2 separate regions of the Zea mays genome follow, and region 2 is linked to region 1. A link is a contact called in public Hi-C data. All regions are on one chromosome and are shown on one strand. Each heading gives the region's core, a stretch centred on a gene start, on an enhancer-like site or on the middle of the called end of the contact. The rest is flanking DNA. Distances are from core to core; before and after follow the strand shown. Region 1 has its middle 170 kb from the start of LOC100217028. Region 2 holds the start of LOC103632253 (myosin-6-like).

Region 1 (7,322 bases), core at 1,744-4,243:
AATGCAATACTCATCTCGAATTTGAATATAAAACTTTCAAAATAGAAATGCAGTACTTAACACAAATGTTATAAAACTAAAGTGCACAAACACATAAATAAAACTAAACTGCAATTTTTTCGCAATCATCAAAATGACCCATAGTTATTACAACACAAACATTCAAAACTAGACTGGAAAACTTAACAATGTACATCAAAGCGTTATTACAAGACCACACAGACAAGCTACATCGAAATATGATCCCAGTTGAACCTAATCCAATGGAGGCGTCCCTCTTTAGTATTCATATTAAGGAAAAACCTCCTATCTATTTTGTTTTTGCATAGAATAGTTGCCATGTAGTAAAATCAGAGTCTTCTTCAAGTCCATCTTGCTTTAAGAGTCGCACAACTTCGTCAGCTTCTTCTTGTCCACGACTAAGAGTTCCCTGGTTTCTGATGCAAATGGACTCAGAAATAATAGCAATGTGCTCTTCCAAACTCATCTTTTTCTTAGGAGGGCTATCCACTGTGGCTTCCTTGATAGGCCTTTTGGACAATGATATAATATTGGAGCAACCCACACCGTCGTTAGGAGTATCCTGGCTGCCATAGCTTCGGGGGGGCTTACGAACACCTCCAACACTAATCAAAATGCCCCTATCGTGTGTGGTTCGACCAAACAAAGTGTAAAGCTCATCAAGAAAGGGTGGTGTTTTTCCTCGACTGTCCTGAGTACTAGGATCCTGCATTTGAACATAGTGCAGATTTAGTATTGACCCAACCCAGACTCCTTAACCCATTATCACATGTGGATCACTTAGGGCAAAAGTCACCACACTTAAGGAACAAGGTTCTAATTAGGTACTAAGCATCCTAGAGGGCTCAACTTAACCATCTCATAGTGATCAAAGGAGGGGAAGTGACCAAAACCCTAAGTCCGCCCCTTAAGAGCATGAGGAGCACCAAAACAAAGGGGTCAAGGAAGCTAATCAAATCACTTAATCACAAAGTGGATCATGTAACACCTCTGGTGTTACGAGAACTTAAACTTTGACATGACATCATATGCACTAGCATTACATTGTGTGTGGTACACCTAGACTGCATCCACTAGGCTAAAACTTCAAAACAAAATATTTGATGTGGTGCTTGTGGGATGGTATAGTCTGGAAAAGGGGATACTTAACCCTAGGTTGAAGTGTCATTCTCCAAGGACTAGCAGCATGTGACTTTATGTGGTAAACACTAAGGAGTGATCTTACCAAGTTGGTGGATTGGTTCAAAGAATAATGATTCAGAGAGAGGTCAAGCACTTAATGTACCCTAGGACACTCAAAACCCTAATTTGGAGCCCAAAACCCTAATTAGTGCCCTATAGAATGATTTTTAATTCTATGCACTTTTTGCCAAAAGTGTATATATCAAAGTAATAGAATAACAAAAACTAAGCAACTTTTATATTTGGAGATTTCTAAGTTTTGTGGTGAAACTTGGAGTTATTTGCAAAACAAGTCCGTAAGCATCTCTACTCTTAAACCCTGAAAATAGTGTAAATGAGCCAACTTTGGGCTCTTGCATTTCTTGATCCATGAAGAGTTTGCTATAAGTCACCATAACAAAGTTGTGGAGCTACTATAGTAGTACAAACTTGTGTAGGGAATCTAGCCCTAAAACTATATGGAACCTAGTGTAAAACACATCCAAACTTGTGCTGTCAAACTAGGGCAGTGCTGGAACTGAGAAACCAGTGACATTTCTCCAAATTGGGAGCTAATTTGTGCATGATCCATGGAGTTAAGGACTATGATCCTTATAAGAAAGTTGTAGCCCTTACATTGGGGAACAAATCCTTTATACCAAGTTGGACCAAGTGTTGTTCAAAAATTGGAGTAAAACGCCCCAAAGTCGGGCTGTCAGGCAAGAGGATGAGGCATTCAATGTGAACAGTGAACTGCAGAAGATCGCCCGATTCAGAGAACCGCCACCAACGATCTCACGCTACGATCCGTGCTCGCCTAGGAGATTTGTGCTCAGTACGAAGTGGATAACTTTGGGTAGATGAAAAGATCCAAGGAGGGGTGAACATAGGCCCTTAGCTAGTTCACCGTCATGCCCACTTTCCCACACGGTCGGTCGAGATATCATCACCGGAGTTCGCCATGTTCTTGGTGAAGGACACGTAGCCGCTTGATTCATCGTGGTGTCATGGTCATGGCACCCTCTGGGTCATTCATCGTGGCATGCTCATCCAAAATTGGATCACACCGCGGGTGATCTCTTTATATTGTGTGCCACGCTAGCTCCGCCCATCCATTACGAACCTAGTCCACCACTCGCTTATCCCTTTCCTTGGCTATAGCCTGAGAATTTTGGATTTCCTCGCAATCGACCGCGGACGCCGTCGTGATACACCTTGTCGTGGCCAGAGTTATCCAGGTTAGGTCATACCTCTTTAGTCTATGCTCTAGCGTCCTTATGGTCTCAGGTTGCTCACTGACTTGACCGATTGAACGCTACCGTAGTGAGGCGCCAAGAACATTACGTCGCCATCATGGAATGCCGTCGAGGACACTCTCCACGTCGACCCACTACTGTATCCCCTCACCCATCTTCTCGACTGCCATTACGGAGTCCCAGTGAGTTTCTTAGGCTCACTGCACCTTCAATTTGAATACTATTGTTGTGTGCTCGCGGGAACAAGCTCCTGAGAGCTTCAGTTCCACTGGTGCTCATGGACCGAATCCTAGAATACAAATCATGTCCGCTCTTTGATCCCTAGACTGGCACCGAGAGTTGAATTAGGTGTAATAAAAAATTTTAGCTCAGATTATGGGGTGTGGTGGCCTAAACCGGTTTGTCGGGGCATTTGCGCAGTCGTCCGTGGTTGGGGACCCCATCATGGAAGGAGAAAGAAAGGGGGGTTTCTTTGTAAGTGTTGATGGCTCCGAGAACAACGCATAGGATCAGTTTTTGGTTATTCGAATACCCAAGGGGCTCAATGCAAAGTAGTACAAAAGCGCGGGCGTTTGTGCGATCTTCGTGGGTTTGGGCAGACTCGGGCCTGTTTCGGCCTAGTTCTGTTGATGGGGTTTTCCTTTTCTTTTTGCTGATAACTTGGGAAATCTGTAGAAAATAGTAAAAAAATGATAAAAAATATGAGACCAATTTTACTAGACTCCTAAAATCAAGTAGTATTTAATAAAAATAATTCCTAGATTTTTATTTCAAACCCTGAATTATGTAGCATTTAAAGGTACTTAAGTAAATCCTTTTAGAAATTTAGAAATAATATAGTAATCCCAAAAATCATAAAACTTTTTGGGTAGACTTCAAATATTGGTTATAGACTTTGAGTAAAGTTTGAATTTGTTTGGACAATGTTTGACCAGAAAAACAGTAATTAGTTCCATAGATCAACCATTTTAATATCAACTAATTAGAGGTAATTTTTGTAAATAAAGTTGAACTTGGTAAACTTACCTTCACTTGTAGCCTAAGAAGGTTAGTAATGTAATCTTAGAAGATTATTTACCCAGGAAGTCTCAATGGTTGATAAGCACCGTGAAAGAAAGTTGTATTCAAGACACAACTTATTATCTTTTTGTTATACAGTTGCATATCCATAACATAGCATAAGCATTCATATACATGTATTGCCATGTATAGAACACGAAGAAGAATCCACACTAGAAGAAGAGGTTGTTCCTCAGATCGAGAATCCTCCAGTGGAAAATAACTTTTACTTTGATATCTGTGGTGAGGAAGCAGAAACTCCGACAACATAAGGAATGCCCTGGTGCATTTACCTTTCCTTGTATTTTAAAGTTTTACCAACTTTGAATGCTGCATTAGGTGATAGGAATTTTGTGACAAACTATTGATGCATTTCCTTCCTTGAGAAATTGAATATCATTCCTTGTTACCTGGTTTATTCAAATAAGTTTTATGATGCTTAGCCTTGCTTTAGAAAAACAAAATGTTTTGTGTTGAAAAAGGTGATGCTTCACACTGGATGGGAACTTTTAAAAAAAACTTATGATGGTGGATCCATTACGGTCATGATGGGTTCAACATATGAAAAGAGTACCTCTATCAGGTACCAAACTTTGGGGTTTAAATGATAAAGATGAGACCGGGCGGGTGACTTGCACGAGAAGGAAGTCTCAATGTAGTGTCTCTGTCTGAGTCGTTTAAGGACCGAGCCGATGTAGGCTTGATGATCAAGGACCTTTTAACTGGTGTTGGCCACTTGTTCTTAAATGCTGTGAATCAAGAACAAGGCAACATAGTTGTTAAGCATTAAAGACCTTCGTCCTTTGAAGCATTATCTCCTCTCAGATATAATGATCTTCGGACGTAGGTCATGAAGGACGTGCCTTCATCATTTCATATATGAATAAGAATACATGAAGATAACAAAAATAATTCAATGGTTCATTCATATTTGTACCATAAACATACATGAATATTAACAGGATTGATATTACATTGATACCTTCGGCTTGCTCGAAGGTATGGATGCGAGAGAGTAATTACAATCCAACGTGAATAGTACGGTGCTACTGCTCATCTATTTATAGGCACGGGACGCAGCCCGAGTAAAAGTACATCCATGCCCTTGACATTCATCCATAAACTTATTAAGGATTAGATGGTGTTGGTCCCTTTTCGGTCTTCATCATACTTGGTCTTCGTCATTACTTCAAACCGAAGCTCTTCGGCTGTAGCTTTAGTGGTCACTTCTCATCACCTTCGGGTTATGTTTTCACCCTGTCGCAAGAGGAAACCTTCATCCCAAAGCCGAAGCCCCCCTGTGGTAACCCATGTCATACTAGAAACATATGTTTAGTCACATTTTTGAGGACCTTCGGAGGAAGAAGGCCCCCAACAGTAGCCTCTCGCAGTGTTGATTTGTTTCTTTGCAACAAATTTAGACTGCAATGTGAACGAACGCCTTTAGCCGAAGGTCCAAAAAAACATCTTCCCTTCGCTAGAATAGCGAAACACACTGACTTGTGGGACCCACCAATCTATGGGGTTCTGGGTATATAAATAGAAGCCTGTGTTGTGAGTATTTTCGTGCTATTTTAGCTGCTTGCCTTGTGTTTGCCATTTTAACCTTCCTTGCTTCGTAGAGTTTAATTGAATTTTGAGCTTCGGCATTTTAGCAATCATTGTCTAAATGGCTGAGGAGAAGAAGATCGTTGACCCGGTGCTGACCGGATTTTACGAAGCTATGGAAAAAACCAACATGGAGAAGATCACCAATGAGATGTTGGCTGGAATATATGAAAACTCTAGTGATAGTGAGAGTTTTGATGTAGAAAGTGGGAATTGAGATGCCGAAGATCGGCCATGGAGACCGAGCCATGTTCTTTTTGGAAAGTCGACTATTAAACAAGGCCAGATCGAAGCAATGAGAGGGAGATACTTTCGTGATATTTCAATCGTGAGGGCCAGAGGGAAGAATAATTTTCCTCTTCCCAAAGTTGACGAGGTGGTGATTTTTAGAAGCTTCATGAAAGCTGAACTTCGGTTTTCTTTGGACAAAGTGTTGGTTGAAGTTATGAAAACTTTCAAAATTTATCTTCATCAACTTACCCCCGAAGCTATTGTCAAAATGGGGGTTTTCATATGGGCCATGAGGAGCCAAAGGTTAGAGCCAGACGCCAGGTGTTTCTGCAATATGCATGAGTTGTTATATCAGACGAAGGCGACTGGGAAAGAGCAGTACCACAACAACTTTGGATGCTACAGTTTCATGCACAGTGCCGAAGCCAGCTATCATGTGCCGACATTTCAGAAAAAATGGCCAGGATCTTGGATGCAAGAATGGTTTTATGTGAAGGTTGACCTGAGTCAAAGGGAGGATATAAAAGGGATTATTCAGCGCCCTATATGGTCTCGCTTCGGCATTAGGAGGCCGCCCACTGCACTTGGAAATGATGTGAAAGCATGTCAAATGGCTTTCAATACGGTGTGCACTTATATTGGCACAAGAGACTTGGTCCAGGATCATATTGCTTACAGAGTGTGGCCACTTGCAAGCGGATGGGAAATGCCGAAGGAGGCTGTCGCTGGCTCGAGCCAAAATGGTTTGGTTTATCTGAAGTATACCTTTCGATGCAGGAGCCAATTTGATGAACCGAATGATGACTGGCTGGATGTTATAGAAGCAACTAGCGATGAGCTGCTTGGAGCATACTCGAAGGCAGAAGATGAAGCTATGACAACTGCCTTCGGTGCTCGGGGCAAAAAGAGATTGAATAGGGTGTTTGATGTTATCGGGTTTGTGTACCCAGACTATTGTTATCCTTTGCGAAAGCAAGGGAAGAAGAGGAAAGCTGCTACCTCGGCAACTTCTAGTGTGCGAGGTCAAAAAAGGTTAAAGTTTTGATGCGTCGACCCAGGCGCATTGAAATGGCCGACGTGCCGAAGCTAATTGAGGGGGTTGCTCCTATCACAGAGCCAAGTCGCTATGTGCTAGTCGAAGCTAGGACAAATGTGACTGAAAAGCCGAAACTAAAGAAAATGATAGAATAGTTGAAGGCATTGAGTCCACCATGTGCAACAGAACTGTCGAAGCCATCAAACATCCCTGCAGCAACTCCAAGGAAAAGAAGAATGGCTAGTGTGCTAGATGCTATTATGGAGTCTGTGAAAACATCAACTCCTGATTCTGCCGAAGCACTTAGAACGGAGGCTAAAGTTCTGGGAAAAATGACGCCGCTAGCATGGCTCAGACTACTACTGAAACTGGACCTGCAGAAGTTCCTGCCGAAGCTGGACCTTCAGAAACTGCAATGGCGACACTGGAAAAAGAGAGTGTTTCTGAGAAATACAAATCTCCTTTTCCTGAAGCTCCTGTTAGAAAGCTGGAATTCATTATTCGACATGCTTTGGGAAAGCAGTTATGGGAAGAGCAGGTTGCTGAAGTGCAACATTGTGCCAGGGATCTGAGGTATCCCCAAGGGTCCTTGGTGTACGACGGAAATGATGAAGATGATTTCCTTTACTGTCTATCGGACAATAAGGAAATACATGTCTGCTGAGAAATGATGGACAATATGGGATATCCAAAGCTTGAACTCGGCCTGTCTGCAATGTCGAAAGACCAACTTGCAGACAGCCTTGCTTATAATAGCCTGAAGGTATGTATATTTTGGTTTGTCGTTCTATAATGAACCATGTCTATGGTTTTTCTTACCCTTATTTCATGCTCATTCTTTGTTTTTCAGGGCTTGATTTTGAGCAAGGCTTCAAAGGCCCAAAAAGATGCAGAGGATGAGAGCTGCAAAATAGCTCTTGGGAACCTTCGTTCAGAAGTTATACCATTGA
Region 2 (7,886 bases), core at 1,199-3,698, 410 kb after region 1:
GCGATGACGCACAAATTATTCGATAATAAATTTCCTCGTACGAAAACGAATGTTTCATTTCCCAGGTACGTGCATGCATGACCCATCTATCTAAGCAAGATAATAAAAAGGAAAAAATATTTGGAACTTGGAAGGACACACCCAATGCCAACTTTAGTAACTTATAACCACACAAGCTCAGGCCCGGGAATATATTGAGAACACCAACACCAGTTACATATAAGCAGATAACATAATTAAAATGCTATCTCTGCCATGGTGATCAGCTTCATCAGGTTGGGTCCAAAAATTCTCTGAAGAAGATTTCGTGCACCAGGAGAAAGCCACTCTGGGATCTGAGTATCACCATTAAAAATCTAGACCGTGCAAGGAAAAAGTAGCATCATTAAAATGATGTCACAGAAATACTACAACTGAACTATAAAGATCACTTCATTTTTATCTGATTCAGTATCTTCTGATAGAGAACAACAATGTTTTGGTCATCAAACGGAAGATATCGTACGAGCATTATATAAATAATCACACCATAAGACCAAATATCTGATAATGATACATCGTATCTTCTGTTCTACAGAACCTGCAAGCATTTGGCACAAGAAATTAATAACTAGACACCAAGAATTATTTGACCTGGTAGTGGCCAGGCTTTCTTCACCTCAAGGGCAATGTAATTGGGGCTACCACAGGTTGTATGCAACAATCCATCAATCTAAAAGTAAATATAGCGGTCAACTTGCTGAAATCGTTTCACGGTCTAGAAAACTATTTATCATATACCCCGAGATATGATGGTAAAGCACTGAGACAAAAATCAGAGACCTTGATGTTTCCTTTTCGGTCAACAAGAACCTTCTTCGGATGTAACAGTGGAGTCCCCACGAGAGGATTCCTCCAAGTAGGACAAAGACATTGACAATGTGTGGGCAGATCATTCTTGCACCAATGGAAGTCGTCGAGAAATCGAAGTAGAACATATCAGTAGCAAAGACAATTTTCATGAAGCATAGGAACTAACACACACCAAGTCGCCCTTAGCGTTGCTGGCCTCCAGCTCGGCCTGCGCGTTGGAGAGCTAGGCCTTGACCTGCTTCGCCTCCACGGCGACCGCGGACAGCGCTGCGGCGAGCTCGTCGGTCGCCTTCTTGCTCCTCTCCTCGGCCTGCTGGGCCGCGCAAAGCTTGCCCTCAGCACATTGTCTTTTTCATCGCACGCGAGCTGGCTCAGGAGCTCCTCGGCGCGCTCCCTCGCAGCGACCTCACTGGTCTTGAGGCCCTCGTTGTCCCCCCGCAGGTCTTCTAGGGCACGCTCTTTCTTCACGACGACCACCTGCAGGGCGACGTCGGTTGCCTTGAGCGCCTTGGCGACCACGTTGGCCTCCTCGACCGCCTGCTTAAGCACACGACGCTGGGCGGCGTTGTCGGCACCGAGATCCCGTGGGCGTTGGTGGTGCGGGCGACGAAGGGGAACAACGAGAAGGAGCGCGACTGGAAGGAGGGATCAGGGCCGAAGATGCGGTCCTCACCAACGAAGTACCCGGTGGAGACCTCGCAGACATGGACCCGAGCACCGAAACTTCGCCGTCGGGCAGGTCGAGCGTGGACAGGAAGTTGAGGCAGTGGCGAGGGTAGGATAAGGTGCACAGGGAGGCATCCTCCGCCGCAAGGCGCCGAACAATGTGAGGCGGGGGGGGGGGGGGGGGCAAGGGCGGGGTATGACCTTCCGAGGCGGTGGCGGGGGTGGGGATGACGCGAAGGTGGAGGTGGGGGGGAGCGAGGTTTCGGATAAGCGTCACGGGGTGAATGTCACGTGGGATAAAATCATAATAATGTCGTGGTTTATACTATAATAGATAGTAGAGATATAAGATATATATTTGCTAGAAAAAAAATCTTATCCCTGTTACTATTAAGAACGGAAGGTGGGCACCCGGTGCTACCACGACTTCATCCCGTGCTAACACACTGGGCCCGCCCCACACACCCCCACCTTAGCGTCGTGCCCTATTGGCCCCACGCTTCGCACGCTCTCAGCTACTGCCCTATGGATCCCAGCGCTCGCGCAGCCACCACCAGACCACACGTAGTTTAGAAATCTATATCTATATTACTCTATTGAGAATCTAATGTAGGTACCTGGTGCTACCACAGCTTCATCTTTCTCACGCTCAACACCCGCAAAAAATAGTGTCACCACACCACACGTACCTTAGTGCTTAGAAATAAAAAAAGTTATATTAGTAGCCTAAGCGCTGTTCCCCACACTTCCCGTCTAATGAAAACGTACGAACACATCACTAGTATAATCTATAAGCCCTGTATTATATATAATTCGGAAGGAAGGGCCTTCTTCCCCTTCCCTCTCACCCACTCGTGGACTCGGTCCTCGCTCTTCACCTGCCCGCGCCTCGGTAGGCGCTAGTCGCCTTCCTCCCTGGAAGGAAAAACAAACAAACACGAAACGCAGGTCCGAATCCAAATCTAGCGGCACGCTTAACGTCGCGATCCCGCGGACTCCACCCACGCCCGCGGCGGCAGCGCGGATCCCGCCTAGGGCTCGCGTGTCGGTCGCTCCGGCGCTAACTAGTAACTACCCCCTCGCGGCGACGGGAGGTCGGTAGCGGCGATCGCGCTAGCGGAGCCGCTTCTTCGCCCTCGACGCCGCCGGCCTCGATCAGGCCCCGCCGACGGAATGGTACGCGCTGCAATTTGCTTTTCTTCCGATTTTTTTGTGCTTTGTTTGGGTAGTAGTGTGTTGGGGACTGCCTCGCTTGATGAGGGCGCCGAAATGCAGGCTCGGTTCGGGGTGTTTCCACGCCGTTTGGTGTGATCGTTTAGTTGAAGCAGTTGACATTTCAATAAACACGTCTTACTGAACCGGGCATAATTTCGGGAAATGGTGGACCTAGGATACGAATGTGGGCAGCCTTTTGTTGTCCTTCCTTCTTCCGACCTTGGTTGTGCAATGTGGTGAGGTTGGGGTCTCTACCTCAGCCCCTCATACTGTCTTATGGTGGATTCCAAGCTGTTCTTCTCACTGAGACACTCGGATCATCTCATGGAACTTGATCAAGGTTTTGTGAAACTGCTGGGCTAGCATTAATCAAGAATTGTTAGGACCTTCATTCTCTGTTTGGTTCATTATTTGTGCAAAAATGGGCACCTAAATCATGGGACAATGTCTATGGATGCTTTATATATACTTCTTTCTTCACACTTTTAGTATTTTTTTTTCTGTCAACTAGAATCTTAGTTTATGTGTAGGGCTGGATAACGAGCTAGGTTATAGGTAGAGCTGGATAACGAGCTAGCTTGCCACGTTTTGGCTCGTTAAGATAATGAGCCAACTCGGCACATTCTAACGAGGCAGCTTGACTCGGATCGGCTCGTTATCTTGACGACCTGGAAGGGCAGCTGGTCTCATCTCGTTTACGAGCTCGAGTTGGCTTGTTAATCTCACGAGCCAGATATAAAAATAAACAAAATATAATATTTTCATTTTACCTAAAGTTTGAGAATATATATGCTAACATATATACAAGTGTAATATAATACAGAACTAAAACATCCAATAGCCTTAAATCAAACAAAAATATATATGCTAACATATATACAAGTGTAACAATATACTATAGCATTGCACTATACATCAATGATCCATACTCTATACCACATACATAAAGCATCCATACGCCCATTAAGAACAAAGTGTAAAGTCATAATAATCCCAAGTTACAGGATCTAGATCAGTCATCAACCAATTGTAAAGTGCAAGACATGAAGTAATTGAAAATAATATAAATTCAAGATCAATAACTTTGGCTTGTTAGGTTTGCAAGCCAGCTCACGAGTTGGCTCGTTAACTACATGGGCTAAAATGCTGTCTCAGCTCATTGAAAATATAAACGAGCCGAGCCGAACCAAGCCACTAAGCACTAACGAGCTGAGTTGAGTGAGCTGCCGAGCTTTGAGATTTTTGTCCAGCCCTAGTTATGTCCTATTATTACCAGATGTGGATCCTCATATGGCATTTGTAAGTTCAAACACAATGGAAGGATCTGATATTCAGGAACTTCTCAACTATTTACTTTCTCAATAAATGTTTCTCCTCACTGTATTTTTGGATTGAGATATTGTAGGCTTTTCCATTCTTTATTCACTCATCATTCTTCACACTTGTTAGTTTACTGTAATGACTTGTCAACTGACATTGGTTGTGTTCTTGTGCATATTCTGCTTCAGGCATCCAAAGTCCGCTTTACAGTGGGTTCTCAAGTTTGGGTTGAGGATGCTGAGGTGGCTTGGATTGATGGGTTGGTGGAGGAGGTACAAGGAGATGAATTAATTATAAACTGCACTTCTGGGAAGAAGGTCAGTTATTAGTTCTGTGATATGTTTCTCTTTATGTATTGTTTTGGCCACCGTCGGGTGGTTGTTTTACTCTTGTACCAGTCTATTTTGGACCTTATCTTCTTAATATAAAGGTGCATAGCTCTCCTGCGCTTTCGAGAAAAAATATGTTTCTCTTTTTATTTTCTGCCAAAATTGACATTTTGTTAGTTTATTTGGTCCTGATGGTTTGTCACTTTCTATTCATGCTTTACCGAGGCTGTTGCATTACTTTTCTCTTAAAATTTCTTTTTTATGCCTCAGGTTAATTGTCTGTATGTCTCAGTTTGTTAATTCACGAGTGCCAATGTGCCAGAATATACTACTATAGCTTATACTAGTAAATTAATTTATTGAAGTAGATGGATAATGATAAATAAAAATAAATAAACATATTTTGTTTACAGGTTACTGCAAATGTCTCAAGTGTGTATCCTAAGGATGCAGAAGCGAAGCGCTGTGGCGTTGAGGATATGACGAGGCTAGCTTATCTTAATGAACCAGGAGTTTTACAGAACTTAAAGTCTAGATATGGAATGAATGAAATATATGTAAGTTGAGTTATTCAACATATCAACACTTTTATTATTTTTACTCATGCATCATTGCTGTTCTTATGTTTATTGGTGTTAAGGTGTTTACTGTTTCTAGTTTCTATATTAGAGGAGTTTGGAATTCTGTAACACTACATATGTTTGTATTCCATAATATGCTCTAGTGCACAGAACAACCTTGTGGCCTGATCTAACCACTTAATGATGTTTGTCCTTTCCAGACTTATACTGGCAACATTTTAATAGCTGTTAATCCATTTCAAAGACTTCCCCACCTTTATAACAATCACATGATGGGAATCTATAAAGGCGCAGAATTTGGCGAGCTGAGCCCCCATCCTTTCGCTATTGCAGATCATGCATATAGGTGTGTTTCAACCCCTAGGAAAGCTTGAATATTTTATGCATTTATTGTGTTGTATGTACCTGACATACCGACTATGCAGGCTTATGATGAATTGTGGAAAAAGTCAAGCCATATTAGTGAGTGGCGAAAGTGGAGCTGGTAAGACAGAAAGCACTAAAAGCCTTATGCAGTATCTTGCATTTATGGGTGGTAAAGCTCAATCTGGGGGAAGGTCAGTGCAACAACAAGTACTGGAGGTCAGGGCTCCAATTTCTCTTCTTGCACTTGGGAATATTAGCAACTAAAAATAGTGGATGCATGGATTATGAACTGGCATCTTGGAATGTTTGTAAAGGAACAAGCTGATATTTCTGAATGATTGCATCAAACTCACATTTCACCAATCTTAATGCCATTCTAGTGTCTTATACTATCCAATCTATCTATTTGATTGATGCAGTCAAATCCTGTTCTTGAGGCATTTGGAAATGCAAAAACAGTCAGGAATAATAATTCAAGGTAATGAACTTTAAAAACATGGTTACTATTTGCTTTTTCCTGTTTCCAATAGTTGGCATTTGCTCATTTAGCACAATTTTTTTTATTTTTCCTCATACTTTGTCACTTTCTTTTATCTTATTACACAGTCGTTTTGGAAAATTTGTTGAGATTCAGTTTGACAAGAATGGGAAGATCTCAGGAGCTGCCATAAGGACTTACCTCTTAGAAAGGTCTCGTGTCTGCCAAATATCTGATCCAGAAAGGAACTATCACTGCTTTTACATGCTATGTAATGCACCAGCTGAGGTAAAAAGTTGAACACGGCTACAAACCAAATTCTAAACATCAACTTTGTAAACAAAAACAATATATGTGCGGCAACTGTGTTCCAGCTTACTACATTGTAGTACTGCTTTTCTTTTGATGATGTAGATTTTGCCATCAACTGTGTTTTCAACTTTTGATCTGAGTTAAAGTGTTGCCGTTTCAGGACCGTGAGAGATATAAACTGGGAGATGCCGCATCATTTCACTATCTTAACCAGTCTAGTTGTATTAAGCTTGATGCGATGGATGATGCTTCAGAATATATCATAACTAGGAGGGCAATGGACATTGTGGGCATCAGTTCTGATGAACAGGTATGCACATGTGTATGGTTGAAATTAATTTATTTTATCTGAAGTTAAAATATTTGCTTATAACTTCTGTTGTCATTTCGTGCAGGATGCAATATTTAGAGTTGTTGCTGCTATTCTTCATTTGGGCAATGTGGAATTTTCAGAAGGGAGTGAAGCAGATTCTTCTGTACCCAAAGATGACAAGTCCCAGTTCCATCTTAGGACAGCTGCGGAGCTTTTCATGTATTAGTGCTTTCTTGTGCTCTCTCGATAATATTAGCTTGTCATCTTTTGCATGACATGCATTTGACAACATTTCAGGTGTGATGAGAAGGCTCTTGAGGAATCTTTGTGTAAGCGTGTTATGGTAACACGTGGTGAAAGTATTGTTAAAAATTTAGATGCACGAGCAGCAGCTCTCAGTAGAGATGCACTAGCCAGAATTGTTTACTCTCGTTTGTTTGATTGGTAAGTTCTCACATTATCAAGAAGTTTATTATTGTTGCTTTATAGTATGTTACTACCGTAACATAAAAAGATAATTCACTTATGTTGCTGTTTTTTCAGGCTTGTAACTAAGATAAATACTTCAATAGGACAAGATCTAAGCTCGAAGCTTTTGATTGGTGTACTGGATATATATGGTTTTGAGAGTTTCAAGACAAACAGGTGCTTAACTGGTATGCCTTTGCGTTTAATCTTCTGTTTATCTTTATCGATGTCTTAATATAGTGTAGCAAAGTCACATCAACAATTTTTTATTGGAAACTGGATATTGGTGCTAGTGTGTGGTGCTGGTGTGCAATACATGTGTAATACCGAAGCCAATCTTCAGTGCTTGTGCGTCCACAGAGAGAAGCTAGTAGGCTGTGTTCCATCATGTGTTCTTCAACTTCCTTTTCTTAGATCCAAGAGGGTCAGTGAAAATCCCGTGAGTGCTCAAGTGAGAGAGTTGGGCCAACATTTGGTATCGGAGCCTTGTTCGTGAGATGGCGAAGATCGGCGGCGACAAGAGCGACAACAGCGCCGACGAGGTGCAGATAAAGGAGGCGGGGGTGACACTGCGTTATCCCATGCTTTCGAAGGACAACTACAGCGTGTGGACGGTGAAGATGAAAATCTTCATGCGCGCACAAGGTGATGGCCATATTTGAGCAAGAGACGACGAAATAGGCATGGGACGCGCTCAAGGAGATGCGCGTTGGTGAAGATCGCTTTAAGAAGGCCCGAGTACAAACTCTCAAGAGAGATCTTGATGGTATGTTCATGGGTGAGTCTGAAAAATTCAGTAAATTTGCTTTGGAGACCATTGTTGTGAATGAGATACGTGCTCTCGGCACGAAAGTGGAGGAGTCAAGCGTCGTGGAGAAGCTCTTGCGTTTCGTCCCCGACAAGTTCTTGCCCATTGTGAGCACTGAGCACCATAGAGAAATGGTGGGATGTGTCAACGATGTCGGTGGCGGAAGTTGTCGGGCGCT

Evidence for each region. Hi-C and Micro-C count contacts between places; a contact is called where the count stands out from the background.
Region 2: a contact with region 1 is called in a Hi-C map of ear, with 4 times the contacts expected there. The contact joins the promoter of LOC103632253 here to the enhancer-like site in region 1. A contact is called at or near these places in 3 of 25 Hi-C or Micro-C datasets (ear, leaf and tassel).

The regions. Positions count from the first base shown.
Region 1 is chr7:36,785,203-36,792,524 of Zm-B73-REFERENCE-NAM-5.0, forward strand. No RefSeq gene overlaps it. Among protein-coding and RNA genes, the nearest start is that of LOC100217028, 170 kb to the left of the region's middle. Within about 2 kb of position 2,994, at least 10 of the 20 cell types and tissues checked have an H3K27ac peak or open chromatin away from gene starts, as enhancers often do. A contact at or near this core is called in ear, leaf and tassel, where this site is marked.
Region 2 is chr7:37,200,006-37,207,891 of Zm-B73-REFERENCE-NAM-5.0, forward strand. LOC103632253 (myosin-6-like) reads left to right here and starts at 2,449. Exons shown (of 39, transcript NM_001301539.1): 1 at 2,449-2,694; 2 at 4,242-4,370; 3 at 4,796-4,939; 4 at 5,164-5,309; 5 at 5,389-5,545; 6 at 5,749-5,807; 7 at 5,936-6,095; 8 at 6,280-6,429; 9 at 6,515-6,651; 10 at 6,730-6,876; 11 at 6,976-7,077. The coding sequence starts at 2,692.